3 separate regions of the Mus musculus genome follow, and regions 2 and 3 are each linked to region 1. A link is a contact called in public Hi-C and HiCAR-type data. All regions are on one chromosome and are shown on one strand. Each heading gives the region's core, a stretch centred on a gene start, on an enhancer-like site or on the middle of the called end of the contact. The rest is flanking DNA. Distances are from core to core; before and after follow the strand shown. Region 1 overlaps Bcl11b (B cell leukemia/lymphoma 11B). Region 2 has its middle 36 kb from the start of Gm52008. Region 3 has its middle 12 kb from the start of Gm52008.

Evidence for each region. A called contact is a pair of places that touch in the nucleus more often than the background predicts. HiCAR-type assays count read pairs that join an accessible place to other places.
Region 2: a HiCAR-type map of Th17 cells shows a contact between it and region 1, with 6 times the contacts expected there. The contact joins two enhancer-like sites. A contact is called at or near these places in 2 of 484 Hi-C or Micro-C datasets (CD8 T cells and regulatory T cells), 11 of 115 datasets of contacts at active chromatin or transcription factors (CD8 T cells, DN3 thymocytes, Th17 cells and 8 more) and 1 of 9 other capture datasets (embryonic stem cells).
Region 3: a contact with region 1 is called in a Hi-C map of regulatory T cells, with 2.4 times the contacts expected there. The contact joins two enhancer-like sites. A contact is called at or near these places in 1 of 15 datasets of contacts at CTCF or cohesin (CD8 T cells), 4 of 484 Hi-C or Micro-C datasets (CD4 T cells, CD8 T cells and regulatory T cells), 11 of 115 datasets of contacts at active chromatin or transcription factors (CD8 T cells, cardiomyocytes, craniofacial prominence and 8 more) and 1 of 9 other capture datasets (embryonic stem cells).

Annotation. Positions count from the first base shown.
Region 1 is chr12:107,968,518-107,972,953 of GRCm38.p6, reverse strand. All of the region lies in intron 2 of Bcl11b (B cell leukemia/lymphoma 11B), which reads left to right. Among named protein-coding and RNA genes, the nearest start is that of Bcl11b, 33 kb to the left of the region's middle. Within about 2 kb of position 1,418, at least 36 of the 459 cell types and tissues checked have an H3K27ac peak or open chromatin away from gene starts, as enhancers often do. A contact at or near this core is called in CD8 T cells, Th17 cells, effector CD8 T cells and 1 more, where this site is marked.
Region 2 is chr12:107,144,974-107,149,367 of GRCm38.p6, reverse strand. No RefSeq gene overlaps it. Among named protein-coding and RNA genes, the nearest start is that of Gm52008, 36 kb to the right of the region's middle. Within about 2 kb of position 2,102, at least 40 of the 459 cell types and tissues checked have an H3K27ac peak or open chromatin away from gene starts, as enhancers often do. A contact at or near this core is called in CD8 T cells, Th17 cells and regulatory T cells, where this site is marked.
Region 3 is chr12:107,120,650-107,125,089 of GRCm38.p6, reverse strand. No RefSeq gene overlaps it. Among named protein-coding and RNA genes, the nearest start is that of Gm52008, 12 kb to the right of the region's middle. Within about 2 kb of position 1,304, at least 34 of the 459 cell types and tissues checked have an H3K27ac peak or open chromatin away from gene starts, as enhancers often do. A contact at or near this core is called in CD8 T cells, effector CD8 T cells and regulatory T cells, where this site is marked.

The DNA of each region.
Region 1 (4,436 bases), core at 169-2,668:
GAAGATTCTGGAACAGGTGGTGTAGCCTCACCTGTCTTTGGCTTTGGGTACAGAAAGGGGATCTGCTTGCCCCAGGGGATTTTTAGCAGCTCCTTGTTTTGAGGAAGTTAGAATTGGCAGCAGTGGAAAGAAACAATTGCTCCTGGGCCTTGGGAAGTGATGCTGTGTGGACCAGCTTTGATTGCTAGATGCTGCCGCCCGAGAGGATGGTCTCTCTTTCAACGCTGGCACGGGGCAGAACTCGGGTTTTGGTGTGCCCTCACAGGGTGCAACCCTTTCTCTGTATCTCTTAACCTTTCCCTGGAATGCCTGTCAGGGAGTTAAAACGGTGTGGCTCTTTGTCAGTTACAGGGATGCCAGATGAGGGAGGAGCTTGGGGGAAGGCGGCCTGGCTCAGGATCCAAAAGAAGTGCTGCTTTCTCTTAGGGTGCCCCTGAGCCTTTCACACTGGCTGCAGGAGAGATGCCCAGCTGTGCGCGTGGGGCTTGTGAGTGGTGTCCCCGGTGGTCATTTCAGGAAGAGGTAGTAACAGTCCTTTCAGGCTCAGTCATGAGCAGTTGCCTGTGGCCCTTCAGGCTGTGGCCTGACATATTCTTCCTTGTCATGGACACACATAGAGGCCTTCCCTGAGTCCAGTCACAAGCAGTGGATGATGGGAAAATGAGACAAACTCTCCCATCTGCATCCAACATTCGGTCACCACCTGTAAGGTCACCAACCCTTGAGCGCCTTGAGTCCAGGGAAAGGGTATTGTGGGTTTGAACAAGAGGGGGCGTCCTGCTCAGATGGAGGACGTGGAAGTGAGAGCTGGGAGCCGGGGAGCCCTCAAACTTTTCCCCAGAGTTTCTAGGTTGGGCAGTTGCTGTGAGCCTGGCTAGCCTTCCCCTGACTTGCTTTCTGGCTCTGCCTTGGAGGCCTGGCCTGGCTTCTGGGTTTTCATTGTTGTTAGAGCACTGGGTCCTCTCTCCTGCTTCGTTTTGTCTCTGCTTTCTTATTTCTTACAAATGGAAGAACAAAAAGAACGCACTTGTTGAGCTTCTGCGCCCCAGACCTGGGTCGCTTTGACAGTGAGTGACAGAGAGGCTCTCTTAGGATCATTTCTAGTCCTCCGGCCTCAGCTACTCCCCCACCCCCACCCCCCACCCCCCACCCCCAAGCAGAGTGGGAGAGAGGTTAGTGATGGCAGGCCCAGACCTTGTCTGGGGAGTTACACAGGGCCTGTTTCCATTAAGGTGGCACCCCACCCCTTTGAAATAGGAAATTGCCAACATGGATGTCATTGGCTGCTAATTAGGTGAATTTTAACTGCAGGATCATTTTACCAGCTAATACCGTTATGATGTGCTTCCTCGTGACCTGTGGTGGAGCCCTTACTGTACGAGCTCAGCCTCAGCAGCAGACATCTAGGAGTTGGTTGCTCAGCTTCCTCTGAGTGGCTGCTGGCTTTCTCTGTTCCTACTTCGTGTGTTCACACCAGGGCCAGTGAGAGCAGACCCTGAGATGCCCAGGCCGTGGGCACCAGTGCCCCTCATCCCTATGTGGCACGGTCCCCCAATTCTTGGGCCTCTGGAACAGACCAGAAGCTTCGTATTATGATTTGTGCCTATCTACATGGTACCACCACGGGGCATCATGCTTTTCAAGTCTAATCTGCCCTCACCTCCATCTTCTCTCTCTACCAAACCGGAAAAAGAATCTTAATTTCCTGTCGGGCTGGGAGGAGGCGGGTTAGAGTCAGGATAATGACTCTTAAATATGAGCAATGCGTCTGGTTCCATGTTATTTTTCCTCTACCCTCTTAATACACAGCATTTTTTTATCATCCTTAAGACAAAGTAGCTGGCAAAATATTTAAGTGATCAGAAACAAATGTTTTTATTTGCCTGCGTGCGAATTGGGTTATCTGCCTATCTTGTTTACGAAATCCGGGGCTGCCTTCCCGCACAGTATGCTCGCCTCTCGAATCTTCCCCGGCTCCCATTTCCATATTTCTGCGTGCTTGTTCTTTGTTAATCACTTGGCAAGCGCTTATTTGAATATTAAAAATTTCTTTAATCATCAAACGCAGGAGCACAGTCTCATGAATATTCATATTCTCCCCCCCTCCTCAGACTGGATTCTAGTTCATTACCCCGCAGTAAAAGCCAAACAGCCATCAATCGCTCTCATTACTGGCTCTGGCGTTTTGATTGGCTGCCTGCTGCCCATAGACCTTTTTTTTTTTTTTTTTTTTTTTTTAAATTTCCCTTCTCCTATGAGCTGTCTTATACCTGCCAACAACTTTAAAAAAAAAATCAACAATGCAAGAATAAATTTCTCTGGTTGAAAACAACTTAGCAAACTTGTCAAACAGCCCTTGTAGCTTGCTGGGCCCTCTCGGGACACCAGAACCACAAACCTCCCTCCTCAGTCCACCCTAGTCCCACCAAAAAACAAAACAAAACAACCCAAAAAAACAAGGAGAAAGGGGGTAGGGAAGAAATAGAATTAAATAAATAAATAAAAAAGAGAAACTTGAGCTCAGAGAGATGAATATTTGTCAAGAGAGTTGACGTAAGTTTCATTTGCATAATGACTTTGTACTTCTGCATTAATAAAATTTGCATATGAAGCCATGTTAATTACTCCTGATCATGCTTTTTGCATTCATGCATAGTAATTTTCTCCGACTTGTGAGAATTAATGTCTTGGCACGAGGGGGGGAAGGGGCGCGGGGACTGTCAGGTTCCCTCGCCAGAGTCCCTCGCTCACACGCGCTGGCGTGGATGTCTGTCTCCTTCTTTGATCTCTGACTCATTTCTGCACTATCAGTAGGAGTTCTCGCCTTAAAAAAAAATGTATCCGTTGAAAGGCACCAGTAGGGAGAAAAATAGACTTCTGTACGGTATGTGCCAGGCCACCTCTTGGGGTAGGAACATGGGATCTGTCACCTCCCAGTTGCAGAGTGGCGGCCCTGGGAAGGCTGCACCGGGAAGGCTTGGTTCCCTCAATCGGGGCTGGGCGGTTCCAGGCATTTTTTGTGTCTACAGGCTCCTGGTGGTGGGCGTGTTGCTGCTTAGTGCGCATGTGCAGGGCATGGAGCCCAGCATCTGCAGGGACTGCTTGCAAGGGAGGTGGGCTTCAAGCTCCCTTCAAGTGCCTCACCCCCAGGAGGGCACCAACAGTGATCTTGTCCTCTGTTTGGACTTTAGCCATCATACCAGAGGCCGGTTTGGGAGACCTTTTGAATATTCCTTCGTAGGTGGCTTAAATACCAAGAAGTCAGTCTGACCTTGACTTTGGAGCACCGTTTTCACGTTTTTTGAGAGGGGCAATATATCCCCACCCCATAGGAATGTTTTATGCTTGCATGGCATAATACAAGTATCAATTTTTTATTTCTTTTTCCCTAATTAAAATGTACTTTTATGATAAAACTGAGGCAGCCAGGGTTTCATTAAGCTGTCCGGATCCTACAAGAAGCTGAGTTAGAGCCTACATCCCTCCCCCACATACCTTGATACGTATGGGTCTGTTTGGACTGGCTTAGACTGCAAAAGAAAGGTGTCTTTTAAAAGAAGATGTGAAATTGTAGTGTGCGTGTTCTTGCTGCGTCTGTGTGTGCAGTGAACCGTGGCACACAATGAAGGTCAGGACAGTTGTGTGGGTTAGTTCTTCCTTCCCACCTTTACTCGGGTCCTGGGGGAAAACCCTCAGCTGCTGAGCCATCTCACAGGCCCTGGACTTCTGGAACTTCTGGGAACAGGACCCAAGTCCCCATGCACACTAGAAAAGTGCTCCAGCGCTGACTTCCCCACAGAGAGCTTTTTAAAAAAGCATCCTGCGAGGCTTATAGGGTGTCTTCCTTGCTGGAGCAGGCTTCCAGCTGTGAGGAGGACTGGGGAGGGGTAGGGCAGAAAGTTCCAGGTCTGGAAATAAATGTAAGGATGGTAGTGGCCACGTTTACTAGGTGGCTGGCTCTGGCTGCAGAGTGCCCTGACAGTCCCTTTAAAAACACAGTGACTAGCCAGGTGTGGTGGCGCACGCCTTTAATCCCAGCACTTGGGAGGCAGAGGCAGGCAGATTTCTGAGTTTGAGGCCAGCCTGGTCTACAAAGTGAGTTCCAGGACAGCCAGGGCTATACAGAGAAACCCTGTCTCGAATAACCAAAAAAAAAAAAAAAAAAAAACCAAAAAAACAAACCAAACACACACACACACACACACACACACACACACTCACACACACACACACACACACACACACACACACACACACACACAGTGACTGAGACAGAGAGAGTGACCACTTGAGGTCACAGGCTAAGAAATGGCCTAGGAAGAATTTGAACCCATTTTTTTCTGTCTCTGTCCGTCTTTCTGTCTTTGTCTCTGTTTCAGTCTCTGCACCCCTCCCCCACAGGCTGACATCTCTCAGTGGGTCAGGTACAGTCTGTT
Region 2 (4,394 bases), core at 853-3,352, 820 kb after region 1:
TTATGAAAAGGTTATTAGGAAGATTGAGAAAGGCCATTCTAGAAGGAAGATCAAAGGATTGAAAGCAGGAGAAGATCGTATTGAAACGTCTTCTTGAAGCTTCCAAGTACTTTGAGAAGGGATCTGAGCGACTCTGCAATCTGACTACAGCCTGAGACACACTCTATGGCACATCAGCTAGGAAGACCAAGAGGCAGATAACTCTCTGCCTCACGCCTGCTTGAGAGCTTAAGGGCCCAGAAAGACTGTCCCCTACTGGACTCAGGGCTGCCGGTGTCACTGCCCACATAACAAAAGTACTCTTGGCTCATGGGGTCTGTGATGAAGAACACTCTCACACAGCTCACCAAAGGCTCCATGACAGGTGAACCCTGGACAGCCAGCTTCTACATCTGGGCAACTCTGGAAAACAACGTACCCAGGGGGTTGGTGTGACTTCCACAAAGGAATAGTTTCTGCAAACCAGGTCGTGCCCATCAAATGCCCCAGAAGACTGGGAATGCGCTCGTTTATCATACGTGAGTGTGCACTTGACAATGGCCATTTGTGCCTTCCCTGTGTTATGTAATTATCACCACAGCCAACTGAACAGCTCTCACCCTCAGGCCCCTGCGCTTCTCAGGTGGCCACTGACAGAGTTCGGCCCCCAGACAGTTTAACCACACTGGGGCCACCTGGTACTTGAAGTACCTCAAGGGCCTTCATAAAACTGCTGGGTGACCACAAAAGCAACCACCAGTTCCTCTGGCGCCAGGCCCAGCAGTAAGCGCCCTCCCTGAGGTGGGGTGGGGAGGCTGAGGAGGGGAGAGGAAGATGATATAGCACTTTGCAGCTTTGTCCCTACCAGTCGGGGGATAAGGGCCTCCAGGCAAGTTGTCACTTCTTTATAGAAACCTGCTCGGGTCAACCCGTGGAAAGTCCCACCAGGAGAAGAGTGCTGGAGTTCTGTTCACGCTCTATGAATTCACTAAAAGTAATTTGTGCCTGTCAGGCACTCAGAAATCACATATAGGATGTTAGAAGGCCAGTGACTCGCAAGGAAAGAGAATGTCCTCACAGACAAAAGTCCCCATCTCTGACCCTTCCTGGGCAGCCTGAAAGGGACAAAGTCCATCCTAAAAGCTAGGCTTGTGTGAGGTCTTTTTAGAAGGGTCTTGACCTTTGCAGGGCTTGGACATTTAGGACCAACCATGAGCCTATGTTGACAATTTTTGTCTCTTATCTAAGTCTTAGGTCACCCCAGATCTGACTGTCCACCTCAGTGCTCTCTACCACCCATCCATCTGTTTATTGGAAACCCATAAAGCTCTGATAAGTAGCCTAATCACAACCTGACCCCAGGTTTGAGCCCCAAAACCATCAGACTATGAGGTTAGGGTGGCTGCCCTTCCTTCCCACCTATCTTGCTTCAATGTACACACAAAGCTTGGAATATACATTCAAGCTAACCCTCAGGTATACAGCAGCAGTTGCCCAAAAGGCCACACTGAAAAGCCCGAACTGGAAGAAGGGGGGACTCTGAAAAATCACTGACCCTCGATAACAGTAAGAAAGGCATAACTCCTTGTGTGTGTGTGTCTCAAGGCGAGAAAGGAGACTCTGGTGCCATATGGTCTCAAAAGGACACTCGACCATCAAACAATCAAGAGCTAGGAAGTAAAAAATGGAAAGCCATAGAGCAGATGATAGCTGCGGGGCTCCACACACCTCACACAGAGTGCTCTGCCTTCCTCAGATAATGTGGTACCCATGCTTCCTCATAGGAGAACAGCATCGGGCAGACGAAACTGACTGTTTGCATCTATGAAGAACTAAGAGTTAAAGACAAAGTTTCCATGTGATAGCACCCTTGAAGAAAGAAGAGAGAGAACCAGAGCTCGGGGCTTCCCATGCCCAGGTCATTGGTACCATGACTCTGACTACAGCTCCTGGACACAGAGAAAGAGGTAGGAGAGAGGTATGAGAAGGACCCAGGGCTTTACAGTCAAGGCAGGGCTTGAGACATTCTCGGAAGGATGGGGACAGGCGAGCTACTGTACACAGCAAACGAGATGAAAGGCAAGAAGATTCCAGGAATGAACACACAGAGCTTCTGAAATGCCCCGGCGTGAGGGCCCACAGTGGGGCTCAGAGGAGCGGGGGATGAAATGGTCCCTGAATGAAGCCCTTCCTCTGTGATCCAGAAACCTCTGCTGGCCTTCACCCTGCCGGTTTCACGGGAGGTGTTTTCCCATTACATCACAACTTACAAGTCAGATTCAGCCTAACGCCTTGGTTATTTATCTGAAGGGAGGACATTTCAGAGAACCTCGTATTGCTTAATCAATCAGACTGAGTGAAGGACAGACAGACAGCACATTTCTACCATGCCGTGTTTCTGATACACACCACTTTAACAGCGTTGTCTGTGGTTTCAGTTTGGCTCACCTTACCTCCCTCCTGGTGATGGAGGAGATGAGGGCTGGATGGGGAAATGTAAAAAGAAATAGTCCAACTGCAAGTGCGTTTACTGAGCACTTCCTGTGTGCTCAAAAAAATGCACTCAACACATAACCCAAAGAAACAAGGCTTTGGGCCCAGAGCCTAGCTTCTGGCATTCCAACCACATGGGTATCTGTTCTTCTCCAGCTGAGGGGATGTCTCTGGCAAGTCACTGGGACACTCTGAGCCTCAGTTTCTCTCATCTTTGAGAGGAGGGATGATCACACACACCCTGCCCTCTCTTCACAGCCTGCAAATGGGAGGTAAACACAGGAAATAAGCTTTGGGGGTGGGGTCTCCTTAGGTGGCGAGAGGGAGCTGGGCACCCTGCCCTTCTGCAGATCCAAATTCCTTCTCTTCCTATGCACCTGATGGATTAAAAACATCTGACTAGTTGTTAATAACATTACAATTATTGCTACCATTTGAGACAGCATCTCATGTGTTTCAGGCTGGTTTTGAACTCCCTGTGTGGCTAAGCTTCTGCTCACCAAGTGCTGGTTTACAATTTTGCGCCTCTATATCTGCTTTATGCCTAAGGTACTGGTGGCTGGACCAGAAGGTTTACACATAGTAGGTACATTATACATAGTGGGTGCATAGTCTACCAACAGAGCTACCTCTCTAGCCCTGAACTCCTTTTTATCTGAGTGAGGAAGCCACCAGCCACTCCTCAAAACAGAGCGAGCTTTATCCCATGTGAACGAATCCACGACTCTGTAAGAGAAACCTCAAGGCCACATGGCCTTTGGCATTCAGAAGGCTTCCCGTTTAGAATGTAAGCAGTTGCATGCATTAGTATTATTTAACACCCCCAGTGGGACCTGGGGCCATGCCTTGCAATCAGGCACAGTGATATTTCTACAGAAAATGTATGAACATGTGCATGAAGTGAAATAAACACGGGCTATAAATAGCCCGGTGTCAGTCTGGGTCAATTTTTGCTGCCTAGTAAGTTCAGGTCAGGCTAGTTGTGACAGCCAAATAAGTTATCGACTGTGGACTTTCTAAAAGCCTGGGCCTTCAGGATTGCAGCGAGGTGATAGAGGACATCCATGACAGATGAGAGTCTATTGCCCTCCAGTCTCGGGGTTAAGGGCACCCAGGTGATGCGTCACCAAGGCCACAAGCTGCAGATACTCCTCCTCCTTGCATTAGACGGGAAACTGAGCCCTGGACAGGAATCTGTAGGTATTGACGAGCAGGTCAATGCCTTCTGTGTAACTTCAAGGCTCAGGTTCTGATCCTCGGTATCCGACTGATGCCTGTGGCTATCTACTGGGAACTGGAAGAGTTAGTCTGAGAAGTAGAGTGTGAGTCATTGGGTCAAAGGAAACAGCTCACTCTGGATCCTAACACCCACTTCCTTCTAACCAGGAGGAGGGGACAGTCTCAACATATGGGATGTCAGAAAACAATAATACATAGTCACACCGACATCTCTTTAGCTGGGTGTCAGGGGATTGGGAGTGGGCTTGATCCACCTGGTACTCTTGTCAGAGCTTTGCTTCTGCTGGACTTGTCCCTGGACTGACTCCATCAGCATCCCTGACTCCATAGTCAGACGTAGGACTTGTCTCCAGACTGGCTCCATCAGCATCCCTGACTCCATAGTCAGATTTATCTTCTCATGGGGTCAACTGAACATGTTACTCTTTTGCAGAAAACCCACTAGGGCTTTTGCTGAGGACCTGGACACACAGACCACTGCTGCCAGGCAGGGTCAGTGTGCTGCATAGCCCTTCAGGTCAACTAAACCTAGAGATGTCGCTGTGCAGGCTCATGTTCAAAGCTCAGTTTCACCACAACCTCGGTCTCCATGGTAACTCTCCTTCTCCTTGTTTCAAACTAAAGTTTGTCTGAAATTGAAAACTTTTGCCTGATCGTCTACCCTAAAGAATATTTGTTGATGC
Region 3 (4,440 bases), core at 55-2,554, 850 kb after region 1:
CCAGGATCTTCCGTGTATGCCCACCCCCCCCCAAAACCTCCGCAGGTTGTCTTCCCTGAAAGGCTCCTGCTCCTCTCTGACACTGGGCCCCAGTCTCCCAGGAGCTCCTAGCTGGCTGAGGACATCACAAATCACAGTTGCATGGACCAGAACTGGAGCCAGAGCCACTCTATTTGTCAAACTGCTGTGACTGCCACAGCCCGAAGCTACTGAAGGGACACGGCTCTGAACTGGGCCTGTGGTTTTGATCTGTGGCCCCCTGTCTCTTTCACAGAACCCTAAAGCTGGCTGTATTTTATAGATCAGAACAGTGCATTATAACTACACTGTGCCATGCTACCCGTGGGGTCAAGGTAACACCTAGGGACAGAATGTGCTTCTACGGGCACAGCAGTGATCATGTCTGTTCTCACGGTGAGGGGAATGTGAGCTCCAGCTAGAGACTTCAAGGAGTTTTAACAATTCAGGTCAGGTTTTACCCACAGAGAAATGTTAAGACGCTTTGAAACCCATTTGACTCTGAGATCACAGGCCAGTCACCAGCCATGCGGCATGAGAACGGCTCTCTTTGCTCCGACGGTAGAGATGGTAACCCAGGGGTGAATGGAACTTCTGCTTGTAAGCCAGCTCTTCAGAAGTGGAAGGGGTGTGCAAAGCTGAGATAGTTCTTGTTCCCAGCAGTGCACGGCGGACCCCTCTGCTGGGCTGGCTGACTTACTTCACGCGTCGGCTTCGTGGGTGGGTCACACGGCCTCGGTCTGCACCTGTCACTCTGACCTCCTTTCATGGAAGGCATCTGGGATGGAATCAAAGCATTACCTCAGGGGCTGAGGTACAGACAGTGTCTGGTAATGTAGCCTGAGGCTGTAATGACCTGAAAGAGCCAATAGAAGTGTCCATTGTGTTAGAGCTATATTAAGTAAGTAGGGCTATATACTCTAGACACTCAATAACTGCTCACTTAAATCGCTGAAGCCTGGCCCCAGCCAGGTCCATCCACCATCATTCTGTGCACATTAAGGATGTGGAGGATGGAGTGCCCTGGAGACAACAGGTTTGGGCTTTCCCCAGGACATAAACTCAGAACACCTCTCCAAGATTCTGGAAGACATTTTCGCCTGCTCCAGGCAGTTCCCAGGGCAGACAGAGTGTCTTCACACTGCGACCTCTGACCTTGGAACAGGTGTCCAACTCTACCCTTGCGGCAAGACAGTTGACTTGTCAAGGCTTAAGAAGACTGTCACCCCTCTCCTCTGGCAGGGTTTCGGCTTCCTTCGCTCTTCACCGTGTGAAGATCAGAGGTGTGGCTCCCACCCCCCCACCCATGTGACAGAGGCAAGAGCAGAAAACAGGCTGGTTGTCACCAAGGAAGGCCAGAGGCTGCGATTATGTGTGGAGGTTCAATGTTTGCCCGTTCAGGGCAGGCAGGCAGGAAGATAGTTGTGAGGCTTTGGGGAGCCAACCGCCTGTGACTGACTCTAGCAGCTAGAATTAAAAATAAAAGGAAACAAAACAAACAAAAAATAAAAACAAAAACAAAATAAAACAAAAAACCTAACAACAACCAACCAGGCTTCCAGTGCAGCGTGGACTCTGGTAATCGGCAAGACAGGCTAGTTTGAATTGCCTCAGTTACCCAGTCTATGAAATAGGCTGCTGATGCACCCTTCACATGCCTGCTGGGTCATAGGATCTGGAGTGTGGGCAAGACTCTAACACAAAGCCCCAGAGCTAATGAGTTTCCAGTTCTCAAGATCGCGACTTGGCAGACACGGTCCCATTTGAGCCCTTGCTGGCTTGCAGTGTCTGTCCCCTTACCTCTGCTGATTAGCAGGCTCACTCAGACATTAGGTATGCTTACACGAGTTGCTCAGGACCACAGAGATCTCCAGTGGTCAGACTCTGGTAGAAATTCAGTTTTCTCAGACTATGAGCAAAATCACCTTAAAGAAGGCTGGGGAGCTAGCTGAAAGTTGGCAACGTGCTTGCTTTGCAATCATGAGGACCTGTGTTCAATTCCCAGAAACATAATAATAATAATAATAATAATAATAATAATAATAATAATAATAATAATAATAAATAATGTTGACAAGAACTTTGGTGTGGGGTGTGGATTTGTAATGCCAACAGGTAGATATTTTGGGCTCTCTGGTCAGACAGCCTAGCCTGCTTGATGAGTTCCAGGTCAATGAGAGATCCCATTTCAAAAGAAAGGTGGTACCTGAGAAATGTCCTCTGGCCGGCCTGCAAGTCTCCTTGTATAAGTGTATGTGTATGTCCATGAGCACATGTGTATGTGCATAAATGCATGCACATATATGTTTACACACACACACACACATGGGGAGAGAGGGGGAGAGGGAAGGGGGGAGAGGGGAGGGAGAGAGAGAGAGAGAGAGAGAGAGAGAGAGAGAGAGAGAGAGAGACTCTGTATAGTTAACAACAAAGACGATAGCTGATCATTAGTTTAACATAAGGAAACAATGTTTCTTATCAGGGTCCTGCTTTGAAGAGATAGTTACTATAAGAATATAATAACTGTTCCTGCTGGGGAGAGGCTCTCAGTTCTCTGCCCTGGTCAAGAAGTAAGTGTTGGGTTACTTTTCCCTCAGGAAGCAGCCTTTCATGCAGATTTCATGGCCCAAAGAACAAGGATGAATTGGCCCCCGAAACACATCAAGTTCTCTCCCTGGCTCTAGGCCTGAAGGGAGAAGGATGAAACTTTGAAGCACAGTGAACGGGAGCTGTGTCTTTAAAAGTGAGCCTGTCCTTGCCTTCTCTGGGCAGAGCACAGCAGCTGGGCTGCCCCCCAGGCCCAGGCCTCCTGTTTTGCACAGCCTCTGAAGCCAGCTTGGCTGCTGCCCTGGGAGTCTCCCGGCCACAGGTGAGGTTCCATGGCCCTAGCAATGCCCAGGGGGCCAATCAGGCTGGGCCTGCATGAGGTAAGAATGAGAGTCGCCCCGTGTGCTCTGGGCTCTTTCAGAAATCTCAGCAGATCAATGTCACTGTGGCTTTTAATTACCCCTCCTAGACTTCATCATTATTTCATGGCCTCTAATACACCCAGCAGGCTGCCCTTGGCATACAGATAAACAGCCACCCAGCATGGCCTGCCCCCTGAGGTGGTACCCACTGCAGTTGCCCAGCCCAAGGGACAGTAGCCTGACAGGGATCTGGCCTTGCTCAGTATAGATAAAGCCAGTGCTTGGTGAGAGTTCTTCTGTGACTCTCACTTTACCAAGAACCTACTGTGTGCCAGATGTTGAGCAGAGACTGGAGACACTGTAGTGACCCCCATATGATTTCCAGAGGCTACCCTCTAAAGTCACTGTCACCCACTGCCTGTGCACCCTGTCTTTCCTTAGGAGAGTAAGCTAAACCCAGGATGATTTTGCCCTCTGGGGACACTTGACAGTGCCTGGAGACACATTCCCCTTGTCACAACTGAAGGAGAGTCACTACTGGCTTCTAGTGGGTGGAGCCCAGGGCTGCTCAACATCCTTCAGGGCATAGGCTGGCCATGTCTAAAAGATGACCAGACAAGATGTCACCAGGGCCATGGATAAGCAGCTCCAGAGATGACAGATGCTTGGCCTGGCCTGGCCAAGCCATAATACCAGAACAGTGGGGTCCCACCAGACAGCTCTTGGTCATCTCTCTCTCTCTCTCTCTCTCTCTCTCTCTCTCTCTCTCTCTCTCTCTCTCTCTCTCTCTCGCTCTCTCGCTCTCTCTCGCTCTCTCTCACTCTCTCTCGCTCTCGCTCTATCTCTCTCTCGCTCTCGCTCTCACTCTCTCTCAACAGTTGTTCAGGAACTAATTTGTGCCAACGACTCTTCAAGAACCCTTCCGTACCATCCACAGTCATGTCTGTGACCAGCCTTCAAGGGAAATGAATCTTTCCCAGTCTTTTAATTTTCTTGGGTTCATAGACTCTCTTTGGCTGGAGGAGAATCTAAACTAGCTCTGTTTTCTGTTTTGAATGAGTGAGCTTATTAGGCGCGTGGCAAGCAAAAGAGCAAAAGAAAAAGCACGTATAACTCGTAGCAGAGAGAGGGAGAAGCAGCAGGCAGACCAGCAAACCGCCGCCATCAAATCAGGTGCTCACTGCGCACGCGCAGTGGGAACTCCTGAGCAAGGTGATGCGGACAGCCTGGGTTCCGCATTGAGCTTTCTCTCCACGGACAAGCTTCCAGGTTCTCGCTCCCACTGCAGACATTCTGGAGAAGCAACAACGGTGTCTGCTATAAAGTTTTCAATTTTAGTTGTTTTGCTGTTCTCTCTACGGGGGTGGGGGTGGGGGGGAGTGGGTTGGTATTTTCAGAGCCAGCTTCTCTGTGAACTCAAACAGTGCATGAACATTTACTGATGTAAGGTATATTACAATAGACATGACATGTTTTTAACTAAGACAGTCTGGCATCAAACCTTGTGCCCTCT